Regions from separate parts of the Mus musculus genome. Here region 1 is linked to region 2. A link is a contact called in public HiChIP or PLAC-seq data. All regions are on one chromosome and are shown on one strand. Each heading gives the region's core, a stretch centred on a gene start, on an enhancer-like site or on the middle of the called end of the contact. The rest is flanking DNA. Distances are from core to core; before and after follow the strand shown.

Region 1 (7,001 bases), core at 1,127-3,626, 1.1 Mb before region 2:
GTGAAGATTTAGGGTGTTTGTTTGCTGTTCAGTTCTAAAATGCTACCCAGGATCTGGAGTTCTGCATAAAACAGAGGGGCTTGAGAATTTGGTTGTCCTTTAGAAATTAGGGTATATGAGCTACCACCACTGGCCTTCGTTTTGAAGGATGAACTGCAGGAGAGCTCACAGGAATATAAATGTCTGGGCATAAGAATCAAGAGCACAAGGCTAGCTGCTTAAACTTCCTCCTCCTTCTTCTTCATCTCCAATTTGTAGACAATCTGGTAGCCATCATCCCAGGCATACAGCTGGCGCTCACGGGGGTTATAGCGAAGGCTGGCATGGGCACCATATCGGCGTGGAAAATAGGAGAGTGCTGCCCTTTCAGGGGCGAGAGTACCACTGGCATCGAAGGAACACTGAATACGAGCCCTACTGGCAGGGCGGGTGTTATAGACAACGTACAGGGTCCCACAGATGACAAACGCAGCCTCTGCGTTCTCTCTGGGACATGGTGTGTCCCACTGCTGCTCTGTGTCAAGTGTCTGTGGGTCTAACTTGGCTAGACACAAATGCCTGTCATCATCTCGAGTGGCATAGACAGCCCACAGGCCCTCCTCATCAGCTGCCAGGTCGATATATGTATCTGCTGTCAGGCCGTAGGGGGGTATCAGGCTCTCTGCAGGGAACACTGAGCTATCCACCACTGTTCGGTTTGCCAAGTGAAATTTGATCAGCTGCAGAGTGTTCTCCAATTCACCACCCCCTCCAGGTCCTCCAGGAGGCCTTCGAGCATAATAAAGGAAGCCACCGTACACCAGCTGCCCCGTGCCTACCCAGGGGAAGGGCACCCGAATTCGGGAAGCTTTCCGGGCAGCCATGGCAAGGGTGAAGTCACGCAGCCTTGGGAAGACAAAAGCCGTGTCGTTCTGGGTGCCGTCTAACACGTAGATCTTCTCTGCTGGCCCCAGCGGATCCTTGGTCCATAGGCCAACTGAACCACCAAACCGCTTCAGGATCTTCATTGACCTCACCTGAGCGACTGTGTAGCTACAGTCTGGTGGGGAAGAGGAGAAAGCACAGGAGAAGGAAACAGAGGCCAAGAGTTAGATGTGTATAACAGGAACTTCCCCCAGAGTGGGCCACCTGGGGAACAGAGACACACTTTTCCGTGCATGTGTCCACTCACGGAGGGTTGAGAGATGGAGTACCGATAAAGGACAGGCCTCTAGAAACTCTCAATGAATGTGTCATTCTGAAAGATAGAGCTATGGTGGCTTGGGACAAGAAGAAAAGCAGGAAAGGGGAGTTCTGAAACTGTCTGGACCTCTGTGAGATCACTTACCCGTCACCATATCGTATTTCTCATTTCTTCGGCCCTTGCCTTTGGCTCCAGGACCTCCAGTCACCTTCTCATCCAGCTCTACACAGGGCAAAGCTGGGTTCTGTGTCTCCAGATAGTCTACCTCCCTTTCAAGACGGTCCACTCTTCCTGAGATGGAGTCTGCTTCAGTTCTGAGGGTCTCCCGCTCCTTCTCTGCCACCTCCAGGAGAGGCAACATCTTGTTTTTGAAGTCCCGAAGCTCGGCAGCATGCCGACTACTCTGATCCTGGCATTGGGCCAGCCGTTCCTGAAGGGATCGGGGAGTCAGGAAGGGTGGGTTGCAGGTTTATAGCTCCCAGACAAGCAGAGGCCCAGCCAGGGAGTCAGGGCCAGGAAAGGGACCAGCTCAGCCATGCTCCCACAGCAGAGGAGACTAGTCAGTGGTACCATCCCATCCGAGGAACCTGGCTTAATTTGCCTGAATAAGAGTCCTTCACCTTGCGTTCTCAGTGATCTGAGCCTCCAGGAAATTAGGATGCTACAGACTTCAAATTGTCCAAAAGGGAGTAGATGTGGGGTGCGGGGAAGAAACGGACAGGAAGTTGCAGGCAGATTGCCTGGGAAACTTGAACAGTATAGCAGCATAGATGCAGCCCGATTCTGACTCTCATTTCCCCTGCCCCCTTATTCCATCTAATCTGAGGGAGCCGTGTTGCGTTTATTTGCTGGGCAATTGTCTTATGTTGGGGAAATAAAAGTCTGTAGTTAAGAGGCTACTCGTCATTAAGGACTTCTTACACAACCCGATCTTGTCACTCCCAGAGCCCTGACAGCTAGTTGCACCTATAGATGTGGACTCATCCTGGGTGAGAAGAGAAACAAGTCCCTCACCTCTAAGGCAGCTAGTCGGCGTTCCATGTACTCCACAAGGTGGTGCTGCTGTCCCTGAAGGGGTCCCGTCCATGACAAAAAGAAGAGGAGCAGCAGAGGAGCACTGGGCCCCATGGCAGCCTTAAGTGGGGCCAGAGGAGTGTGTGCATTCGGCCTCTTTCCCTCCAGCCCGTTAGCTCTGGGGGCGGGGCGGGGGCGGGGCCTCCTCCTTCCCATCTCTGGTGTCTCTCACTACTCTGGAATGCTTTCAGTCTCTTTACAACCCCCACCCCCTCCTTCCCGCCTGGCCTGATCAAACACAGATGGCCCCTTTGCACAGTCGCCAGAAGCCTTAACTACCAGCAACTTAGACTTGTGAGCTCCTCCGGAAAGGGGAGAGATGGCAATCTGGAGGCAGAGGCCTTCTGAAAAATGAGCAAGTTGCAGGAAGCCGAGACCCCCGGAAAACTCAGCAAACTCCATTCGTTTTAGGAGAGGGCTTCCAGTGCTGACTCGGTAAGAACCCAGCACCCTTCATTAACCTATCCCTTCTCCAGAAATAACAGAATGGATTTTCTGCCTTGTTCAGTGAAGCCAGAAACACAGGAGATGAGGTTTGAGGGGATGGGGGTTGGGGCAAAGGGAAGTCAACTTTCTATAGCTCATTGGCGCCACCTTGTGCTGAGCATTCTGGGGCCATCTCCCATGGCAAAGAAATCAGGCGAGGACTTCACCGTGTGGAGAATCTCAACCTAAGCAAGCCAAATCACAGGGCTCCCTATGGAGTACCAAATCTCTGATTTAGCCCAAGGAAAGGAATAGAAACAAAACTGGAGGTTGTTGAGAAATGGGAGGTGGGGTTTTTTGTTTTTGTTTTAAGCTAGCTGACTTAAATATCCTTGACATGACTTTCCAGGTATTTCCCAAATAGGAGGGTGCAGCAAGGACATGCTAGTTTACATTCATGGATTTAGGGGAGAAACCTGAAAAAAAAAATATGTACAACATAGTCTAAAGGAAAACAAATATATTCTGACCTTCCTATCACTGGGAGAGAACAGACTATTGATCGCCTTTCTTGGTTATGGTTCAGTAGGGCATTTGTAAGTATCTCTCATTTCTTTAAAATTAAGTAAAAAAAAATTTGGTTTTTCAGTTACATATGCTTTTATGTGTCTGTATACAGGTATCTGCATGGGATACAGGTATCCGTGGGGACCAGACGAGGACGTCAGATCTTCCAGAGCTGAATTTTAGGAGATTGTGCGCTGCCTATTGTTCCTGAGCACTGAGCCCCTCTCCTCTGAAAGAACAGTACACTCAACTACTAAGCCTTCTCTCCAGCCCATGTTCCTCCTTTCTATCCAGCTAAAGCTACAGGGGAGCTAGGCAGGAACATACATCAGAAGAAGTCAAATATGCAGCATTTACAAAGGGGCCTGCAGTGATTAATCTAGACAAATTCCAGTTTCTTTTCAGGAGAAAATTTTGTTCACTTTGGAATCAAGAGAAATTGGATCAGAGGTTCTTCTTGTTTTTAAGAGTTCATTATGTGTCTGTGTGGGTATGCACCCTGCAGCTGGAGTTAGAAATCACTTGTGAGGGGTCTGACTGGGTGCTGGGAATGGAACCCAGACCCTCCATAAGAGCAGCAGGTGCATTACCGCAGAGCTGTCCCTAAAGAGGTGACAGCTCTAACAGGGCCTAAGGAGACAGACAAAAATATCTTTCCCTAAGTTTCATTTTCACTGTGCTGATTTGAATGTTTGGTGTCATGTGCTAGGAAATGATGTTAATTAGTTTATCTCAAAAGCCATCTGCCTTTTCAAGGGGTCAGAGTCAGGGAAATACTTCCTACAAAATTATATTCATTTCCAGTATGGAAATGTGTACAAAGATGTTCTAATGTAGCAGTGTTCTTTCTACTCATGTTCAAACAGAATGCTTAGGCACTTCAAAGAGGCCACATGTCAGTCCCCTCCATGTCCTAACACAGAATTGAAACCAGCCACAGTCAGAAAATTTACCCATTTTATTGATGCATTGCAACTGCTCTACTTTTTTACCATATTATGTAGAAAATACTGAAAATACAAGCTACTTTGTAAAACCAAAGACAACAACGAATCCAAAGATAAACTATGTTTTACACAATGGACCCTTTTCCCATAGTTAGTATTAAATTTTAAATAGCTATTTCTTTTGTTAAAATGATTTTACATACTCCCTAAGTACACCTGCATTACAAACATAGATCAGTAATTCTCAGAACTACCTGTTTCTAGAAGCTTGTTGTAAAGGAAGCACACAACCAGAAAAGGGAGAAAGAAAAAAAGTTTAACCACACACAGGAACTAGCATATCAAATACATTTAATAAAGTAGGAATTCCATTGCAATATCAAGGATTCAAAGCAGAAATACTAACATTACATATAATGTACATATAATGTACTGCTACATATAGTGAGATTATTTTTCAAGCTGAATTGAATTGAAACCACACATTATATAAAGTTTAGCAACAAACAACCATGGAAACGTGGAGACATGCTGCACCATCCATCAGTTAAAAAAAAACACAAAGCAGGCTTGGCCATTCCTGTCACCGAGAGGCAATTTCATCTCCTATCCTAAAACAAACCATCTCAACTAGTAAATTCCTGCATACTAATGCAGAATAGGACAGCCAGTACTGTGCTGGCCTGGCTAAGCCCCTCTAGCGGATGATGACGGATGAGCAACCACAAAAGCAGGCTCTCAATGGCCGGAACTGTTTGAAATGGGGTTCTTCTTCCTGGGGTTAACAGGGTAACCACCTCCTAGTTGCAACTGGGGACTCTGGAGTGACTAAGTGTCCTGGTGTGTGCCTATGCAACCCTTCCAGTTCCTCTCTCACCTGGGAAGGGAGAAACTGGAAATGCACGTTCTAAGAGAAGGTTTAAAGCCTTAAGCTGTTCCAAGGTCAGGCAATGCTGACCTAGGTCAGCGCTATGTTCGTAGGGCTCTCCTCCATGCCATCAGGGCAAGCAGTCAATGTTAAGCCCCAGGCCAGAATGAATGTAAAACTATGTCTGGCGCATACACATTCAGCAGACACAGATGGGTTATCTAGGAAAATCTGAAATGTCAGTTTGCAGAGTGACAACCTCAAAGTCTGTAAAGTCACACTGCTAGCCAGATGTCTCAGGTAACGATGCAAACTCCTAGGCATCCTCTTTTCCCATAAATTTAAGACTCCCATCTTCAATAACTGCTTATTGGATTAGGGAGGTGAGGAGGTGGGGACAGGGTTGGTTTGTTTTTTCCCTGCATCTCATTCCTATAAAAACAATAAATCTTGTCCCTTATAGAGAAAAGGTTAAAAAAAAAAATGTTTGCCTAGAAACTAGAACTGTATTTAAATAGGAAAAACCCAGAATGCTTGGGGGAAAGGAAACACAAAGATCACACACAGAATGACATAAACGGTATAACACTAGTGACAAACTACACAATGATGCGTGGTTATCTCAACCAACAGACTGCTGAACGCACAGCTTAATATAATGATTAAAGAAAAGACAACACACACCACGTTGCCGGCAGGCTAAACTGACTACCTGCCCTGCCCTGGAAACTCTTCCTCCCCATGATGAAGAAACTCCAAGTTCGTTGACAGCCCCTCGGTGTTCCACCTGGTTCAGAGCTTTCCTGACCGGGTTCCATGAAATCTCCCATCTCCATCCTGCACCTCCCTGACACCACCTACACAGAACCAATCCTAGAATTACCACTCTGATATAATTTAATTCAGGTGGACCACATCTGTAGCTTAGGGTTAACCTTCTCCCCACAAATCCCTCACGGGCAAGAATGTCCCCACCCCTAGTACCTTCAACTTGACCCAAATCCATGGAGGGGTTGAATACTAGGACAATTTTACAGTGTGAAGGGCCCCAAGAACAACATGTTGTCCCAAAGAAACCTCAGGAATTGTTCAGATTCAAGAGGTTTTGCTTTCTTTTTCATATTCGTCACTAATTAAGAAACCTTTCTGTGAGCTTCTTGTCACCAGTAGTTCTACAAAACCCTTCTCGTAGTATGGGGACATATTAAGCAATACAACAGGCTCTTTGGTATAAACACATCTGTTACATGCTTTAAAAAAAAAACAAAAAACAAACAAAAAAAAAAAGCCAAGCAAAGTTTACCAGGAACGACAGCTATGCAGAAAGGACTATCATATCACATGGAGGAGAGAAAAGGAATCCCATCCTAAGTGATGCACAAACCTTCAAATATGCATATTTAGCACTGGCGTCACTCTTCTCGCCTGCTTCCTGAACTCTCACAGAAGCCAGGTAGCAAGGCACAGTGAGAGAGCCACGTTAGGGAATGCTTCTGTGAGAACTGAGCTGAAGATCCAAAATGGAACGGGACAGAGGTGGCAGTTAAGGAGGAAAGCTGCGGCTTTGACTTGTCACTGTCGGTAGGGAGACTGAGAACACGAACGCATTTACACAACACAGCTACTCAACCTGCTCTGTTAAATCCCAGCGAACAGCTTGGGGTCACTGGGGCTTGCTGGTCATCCTAAGGCAAGCTCACTGTAAACTCTATTAACCACTACATTATCATATAAGGCACTACAATAAGGGGAGAGAGGAGAGGGGGAAGGAAAAGACACACACTGAACAACTCCTCACCAGACACACCTGTGCAAAACAATCCCAAGGTCTCCTCTCTGCAGGCAATGCCCCTGCTCTCTCAGCACTACAGTAATATGCTCTAATAGAATTGCAATTAGTTCACATACATTCCAACAAGTATCAGTTCATTTTGGT
Region 2 (6,866 bases), core at 4,236-6,735:
TGTGGTCCTCTTCTCTTCCACTCTGGCCTGGAGAGGTGCAAGGTGGAGTAGGTGACTATGTGCCGCAGGTTTTTCTGTTTCCTTTGACCCTTCCTCACCTGGCAGGATGAGCAGATGGCTCGGGAGCGGCGTGGCCACCAAGTGGAAGGGGGCTGCTGTGCACTAGTGGTGCTGTACCTGCTAGGCAAGATGTATGTGGCTAACGCAGGTGACAGCAGGTGAGTGGGAAGAGGGCTTTGAGAGTGGCCGTAAAAGGGGAACATCCTCCCTAGGATGAGGGGAATGCAGAGAGTGAAGGGGTGCTGGGTTAAGTATTAAAGACCGCAGTGATCAGTAAGATATAAGGAAAGGTTGCCATATCCACGGGGGACGGAGAGATGAGGACCCAGGCAAGACATCATCAGGCTCATTATGGGGAGGGCCTGGTCCTCCTGCATGGAATTCTCCACTCAGACCGAGAAAGCCAGGTCCAGACTCTTTCTGTCTCTGGGCAGGGCCATCATTGTCCGAAATGGGGAGATCATTCCGATGTCCCGGGAGTTCACACCAGAGACGGAGCGCCAGCGTCTTCAGCTGCTTGTAAGCAGGGGCTAAAATCCCTATCCCTGGTCTTTCCTCTCAAGCCTTTCAAAGCTTCCCACTGGGAACTTCCTGGGAAGGTGCTGCGTGGACGTCTGTGGGGTGTTGGGTGAGCTGAAGGGGTAATGCAGCCGGAAGGAGCCTGGGCTGTCTGTGTAGCCCCAGGAAGGAAGTAGAGTCAGAGGTGGGGGCGGGGGTGAGAATAACAAAGGCCGGAGCAAGGGTGTGTTATCTTCGTGCATCCTCTCTTGTGGTCTCTCTATCCTGATTACCTGGGGTTGAATCCTATGTTGCTAATTGTGTGACCTCTGACAAGCCCCTTACTCAATTGTTTGTGCTTTGCTGGCTTCTGTGAGGGGCGAATGAGTCCATTCATGCTAATATTAGAGGAGTGTGTGGCCTGCAGTAAATTTTAAGGTTTAGTTATAATTTAAGAGCTACACATTGGCTAAGGGTGCGATATAAATGAAATGGCCTCTCTCCTGTCTGGCCCTTCCTAACCTCAGGGCTTCCTGAAACCAGAACTGCTGGGCAGTGAGTTCACCCACCTTGAATTTCCCCGAAGAGTTCAGCCCAAGGAACTAGGGCAGAGGATGCTGTACAGGGACCAGAATATGACTGGCTGGTAACTTCCCTCAGAGCTGGGGCCGTTCCCATGGCAAAGTCACCAGTCCTTCACCAGCAGTAGGTGGACGCTGGAGGCTGGGTCAGGCTGGAAGTTGGGAAAGATGGCCACTCCTGGACGGGTTTGGGGGCGGGGGGGTTGCTGTTCCTAGGGGTAGGGGCTTTGCCACCCGCGTGATGCCTCCTCTACTCCTCCCTCCTCAGGGCCTACAAAAAGATTGAGGTGGAGGATCTCAGGTTTCCTCTGGTCTGTGGGGAGGGCAAAAAGGTAAAACCCTGAGGTAGAGGTGGGAGAGGGCAGGAAGACCCATCGCTGCTTGTCCAGGGATCCAGGGAGGTGGAGGTCTCACCAGACAGTAGGTGTGGGTGGACGCTATGGTTTCAGTGAGTCTGAGAGAGGAACTAAATCGCAGCGTTCTTTCTCATTTCCACAGGCCCGGGTAATGGCTACCATTGGGGTGACACGGGGCTTGGGAGACCACAACCTTAAGGTCTGCAGCTCTACTCTGTCCATCAAGCCTTTCCTCTCCTGCTTTCCTGAAGTGAGCACACCTTCTTTCCTTTTAGGAGGCTGTGGCTGGCTTCTATCTCCAACCTCCTTTCCTCATGAACACCACCAGCCCCTCTCTCTTTCTCCGCCTCCCAGGTACGAGTGTATGATCTGACGCAGTATGAGCACTGTCCAGATGATGTGCTGGTCCTGGGAACAGATGGCTTGTGGGATGTGACCAATGACTCTGAGGTAGCTGCCACTGTGGACAGGGTGCTGTCATCCTATGAGCCCAATGATCCCAGCAGGTAGGGGGTTGCCTGGCAAGGTGTTGGGGGGGGGTAGTCCTGGTGAAGGAAGGGGCAAAGGGAAAAGAAGCCCGGAGACCCACATGTGGGCCCGTGTATCTGTCTTCTCATATACGTATTGGTACATGAATGTACACATGTACTCCTGGCAGGTATACAGCTCTGGCCCAAGCTCTGGTCCTGGGGGCCCGGGGAATCCCCCGGGACCGTGGCTGGCGTCTCCCAAACAACAAGCTGGGTTCCGGGGATGACATCTCGGTCTTCGTCATCCCCCTGGGCGGGCCAGGCAGCAGTTACTCCTGATGGGCTCAGCCCCATCCCTCTCAATGCCACCCCAGCCTCTCCACTATCACCCTTCTCCTGCCCAAACACGGAAGTTGTGTCCCTGACTCGAGAGTGGCCATTTGAACAAAGGGATGCCTGCTAGATCCAAAATTACAGCAACTGGCAAATAAACCAGATGGATAAACGTTGTGTGTCATTATTTGCTTTGACCAGACCCTGAAAAGTGGGCAATGGAAAGAACACCAGAACACTCCTAAAGAGTGTGACTTGCCCAGATTCTCCTGCTGTCCCCCTTTTTCCACTTCACATACTTGCCACGAGTGGCCCCATCTGTGGCTTCTTCCATCTGTCGATGTCTGCCAAGCCTGGGTGTCTAGCCCAAACCTCTGCTGAGCTTTGAGCCCACACATGCCAGCCATCTCCTCCACAGAACTCTGTTACTTCCACACACCTTAAACTGAATTCATGAATTTCCCCCATAAATAATTCTCCTGTTTCATCCTTTCAGTGGGTATCATCATGGCTGCGCAAGTTAGTAATGCAGCCATTGATCACACCTGGCTTCACAATTCTTGGCTACTTCAGTCATGCAGTCCATGTAATGTTTCCGGAAATCAGCTGTCTATATGATGGTATATACAATGTAGCCGAGCTGTGTCCTAGGTTGGATCATCTAGGTTTGTGTGAGGACACTTACTGCTATTTACACAATGATGAAATTCCCTAGCAACAATCCTTATAACATCTCTATTAAGGAATGGATGTGTGACTATACTGTTTGTTGATCAGTTAAAGCTCTTTCATACTTACCTTTATTTCTTTTCTGCCTTCCTCATCACCACATTAGCACTTTATTACACCAACTTCCTAACTTCAGTGACTCATTGTTATGCCCAGAAGAGAACTAAGGTTAAAGTCCTGAGCATGGCATCTCAGAACCTTCATAATGTGATTCCAGCTACTGTTTCACTATCTTTACCACCCTCCTGCCTCCAAACTCTGGCTTGTCATAGCTCCAACTTAGTTTATATCCCACACTACCTTTTCTTGACTATTTCATCTGCTCTCCAGGACTGAGTACCCTACAGCCCCTAGATGCTGCCAAGGCAATTACCTCCAGGATTATAACTGTCTGTAGGAGGAGCCAATGGGAAGTAGCCATTAAGAGCAGGGGACTCTTTATTTTTTTTTTTTAATTTATTTTTAGTTTCATGTGCATTGGTGTTTGGCCTGCGCATGTGTCTGTATGAGGGTGTTGGAACTGAAACTCCCTGGAACTGGAGTTATAGACAGTTGTGTGCTGCCATGTGGGTGCTGGGAATTGAACCAAGGTCCTCTAGAAGAGCAGCCAGTGCTTTTAACCATGAGCAATCTCTCCAGCCCCAAGAGCAGGGACTTGTAAGTCTGAGTGTTTTGACCCCCAAACACTAACTTCTTTGAGCCTCCACGCCTCATTAAACTGTAGATAACAATAATGCCTCGTAAGAACTAAACATGGTATGGGTGGGGAAGGACAAGGTTCACATAATAAAGCTTCAAGAACTGTTAGCTATGTTCGACTGTCTGTTCTTCATTTAGACTGTAAGTTTGTTTGCTTATTTTTATCTATGTTTTGTTCAAGATAGGGTTTCTTTGTGTAGCCTTGGCTGTCCTAGAATTAGCTAAGTAGTTTTGGGACACTAGGGTGGCCTCAAACTCATAGAGATCCTCCTGCTTTGGTCTCTCAAGAGCTGGGATTAAAGGCATGCACCACCACTGCTGGGCTAGACTATACGTTATCTGAAGGCAGAGTTTCATGGTTAGTACATAGTTTTCAGTTCACATTCAACCAATGTTTACTGAATGAATTCAGAGGCCTGGTGGACAAAACACCCTTCACCTCAGTTATATGATTTATCAAATGTATGGTCCATGCTTCCAATCCTGAGTGAGTGTCTACGTATGTTGTCTGCCTGGATTTGAGACAGCTTCACTCCACAGCCTATGTTGGCCTGGAATTTGTGGTAACTCTGCCCCCTCGGGAGTGCTGAGATGACAGGCATGAACCACCCGGCCAGCTGCACCTGCAGTAGACTCCATATGACATACATTTATTCTGGGAAATACTTGTTGAAACCTATGACGAGCAGAGTTTGGTTGAATGGTACAGAGGGCAGGTAGGAGGGGGAGCATGGCAGGCAGCAGGCAGCCAGCACCTGCCTGGGTGCCTCACAGGCCTGCTTGTAAATTTGACTGATTTAGTTTTTGTAGCCCAGGATGGCCTGGAATTAACTCATAGAGATCCATCTGCCTTTGCTTCTTGTGTGTCATCGTGGCTCACCTCACTGGAAATTCCTGCTGTCACAAATAGTGAGAAACCACTTCTCTGGGCTTCATTTTCTTTACAGGCAAAAGGGAACGGGTATGGGTGAACTTATTCCAGAGTTAGAGACCTGTGTGTTTAAAGTATCCAGCACTAGTAAATAAAGCATTGGTAGATTTCCTTATACACCCATTTCTTTGGCTCTTTATAAGGAAGGAGATACAGGATCAGGTAAGTAACACCTCAGATTGGGATCAACAGCACAACAATACAATAGGAGTGTGAGGTCAGTTTCCAGCTGAGGACACGGCAGCACTTCCAGGAGTGTGCTCTTAACAGGACGTCGGGAAATTCCCAGCGAAGGAAGGAAGGGACTTTTAAGGCGATGGTGGCTGGGGACTGCAGATCACAAAAGGTCTCCAGGGCTCTGGATAGCGTCACGTTGCACTTACTGCAGTGATTCCTGGATAAGAGAGTGGGCAGCTTCTGTATAACCCATCCCCTCGGTCACGGGTAGGGTGTAGGAAATACTGGAGCTTCGAGGTCTGGATGGCCACGCGAGGGCAGCAGTGGCCCTCGCTGACCCCACCCTGGAAGCCGCTCAACTTTCCCGAAGCTGGTCCGCCCCCCACGGGTTGGAAGTGGGGCAGAGGCCGAGTTATCCGGGGTCCCACCCGCCCGCTCACCACCCAGCAATCCAGACATCTCCGGGCACAGTTCCTCCAGCTCCAGCCAGCCCTACGCCCCTTGCCGGGTCCTCAGCCGGGGTGACCTGCGGCCGCCCGGGGCCGGGAGCGGAGGCGGGCCAAGCTAAGGGCCGCCCCCGTCGACCCCCCCCCCCTTCCCTTGATGGACCCGCCCCAGAGCGGTGCTGGAGAGTGGGGCGGGGCCCGGGTCAGTCTCAGCCTCCGGCACTGGCCGCGCAGCTGGAGGCGGTGGAGCCCAAGGTACCGGGGCCCCAGCTGGTGGGTGGCGAGGCGTCGTGGGAACTGACCTCGGAGGAGAGCACTTTCCCGATTCCCGGATCGCTCCGGGAGCGGCTTGGGGGGCGGGGGGTGTTCCGGGCCAGGCAAGAGAGAGCGCCCCAAGCTGTGGGCCAGGCGCTCTAGCCTTCCAAGCTCTCGAACCAGAGCCCAGAGTCCTTCCCTTTCTGAGTCTTTCCTTTCTGGACCTCCCTAGCTGGGCCAGGGACACACTTAGATCTCCGTGAGCGACTCAACCCAGACGCTCCAGTTCCGGGCAGGGAGTAAGAAACAGGGCCTCAGGCTGGCTAGGGGTGGGAGTTCTGGCCTGGGATGGGGAATGGCGGGAATAGGGATGGGATGTGACCACTGGAGGCTGCTACTGCTTGGCGGGTCTGGACGCCGCCCTAGACGGGTTTTGGAGCTGATCTGAGCTGAGAGGTTGAGAAGACTAGGAAAGATCCCGCTCCTGTGTTGTGTATATGTGTCTGAGAGTGAAGGGGGGTGGGGAAGAACAAAACACCCCAATCCCCAACTCTTCCTCGTACCCTCTTGGGAAGTTAGGGAGTGTTAGGGAATTGGGCTGAAAGCTGGAGTCCAGCTCTTCCTTGACTTCTGGCTTTAAAGTTAAGGAAAAGGTGTTGCCCGAAGAGTGATTCCTCGCCTAGATCTCGGGGGGAGCAGAGTACAAAGGCCTGTTGGATCACCTGGGAAATCAAGAGAATAAGGAAGGCTAGTGGCTTGTCCTAGGGAAGGTCCCAGAAGTTCCAGACCCCTCTCCCGGCCCTGGGTGAAGTTTTCGTTGTCTCTCTTAGGGTTAGTGGGGCAGTTCCGCTGGAGCCGCCTTTCACAGGGAGTGTTAGCCAGGCCATCCATGCCATGTTGGCCTTCGGCCTAATGTCCCGGCTTGGCCTGAGTCCCCAATTATTCTGGCCTAAGCAGAGCCTAGATGCAAAGTCTTCGGAGCTGGAGGCTCTAACACAGCCACGAAGTTCCGGCCTCTGCCTCCCACCATCAGATGCTCAGCCGCCTTGCTGCTGTGGGACAGCCGGGGCTCACGCATGGGGATGTGACTAGTGTTTAAGTGTCCTAGGGATCACGCTCCATCCACACTGCCCACCCTGGCTTGGGGCTGTCCCCGCCAGCCTGTGTACAGCTAGACTGGTTGAATTAATGGGAGTAGGTGGGGAAGTTGGAGGAAATCCTGTGGGTTACCTGGATATACCTCTCAGACCTCATTTTTGAAGGAGATATGCAGCATAGCGAATGCCTTCTTCCCAGTCTTTCGGGGGTACCAGGGAAAGCCCCTTGAGATG

What was found. HiChIP or PLAC-seq counts read pairs in DNA pulled down with a chosen protein or histone mark.
Region 1: a contact with region 2 is called in an H3K27ac HiChIP or PLAC-seq map of thymic regulatory T cells, with 8 times the contacts expected there. The contact joins the promoter of Olfml3 here to the promoter of Rhoc in region 2. A contact is called at or near these places in 3 of 39 promoter capture datasets (liver and pre-B cells), 2 of 115 datasets of contacts at active chromatin or transcription factors (microglia and thymic regulatory T cells) and 1 of 9 other capture datasets (adipose tissue).

Annotation. Positions count from the first base shown.
Region 1 is chr3:103,735,625-103,742,625 of GRCm38.p6, forward strand. Olfml3 (olfactomedin-like 3) reads right to left here and starts at 2,377. Exons shown (of 3, transcript NM_133859.2): 1 at 2,198-2,377; 2 at 1,328-1,613; 3 at 1-1,039. The coding sequence starts at 2,311. The coding sequence ends at 219. It overlaps Hipk1 (homeodomain interacting protein kinase 1), which reads right to left. Exons shown (of 16, transcript NM_010432.2): 16 at 4,191-7,001.
Region 2 is chr3:104,783,549-104,790,414 of GRCm38.p6, forward strand. It overlaps Rhoc (ras homolog family member C), which reads left to right and starts at 5,486. Exons shown (of 5, transcript NM_007484.2): 1 at 5,486-5,535. It overlaps Ppm1j (protein phosphatase 1J), which reads left to right. Exons shown (of 10, transcript NM_027982.2): 4 at 106-218; 5 at 495-579; 6 at 1,086-1,204; 7 at 1,408-1,471; 8 at 1,638-1,745; 9 at 1,850-2,001; 10 at 2,154-2,470. The coding sequence ends at 2,304.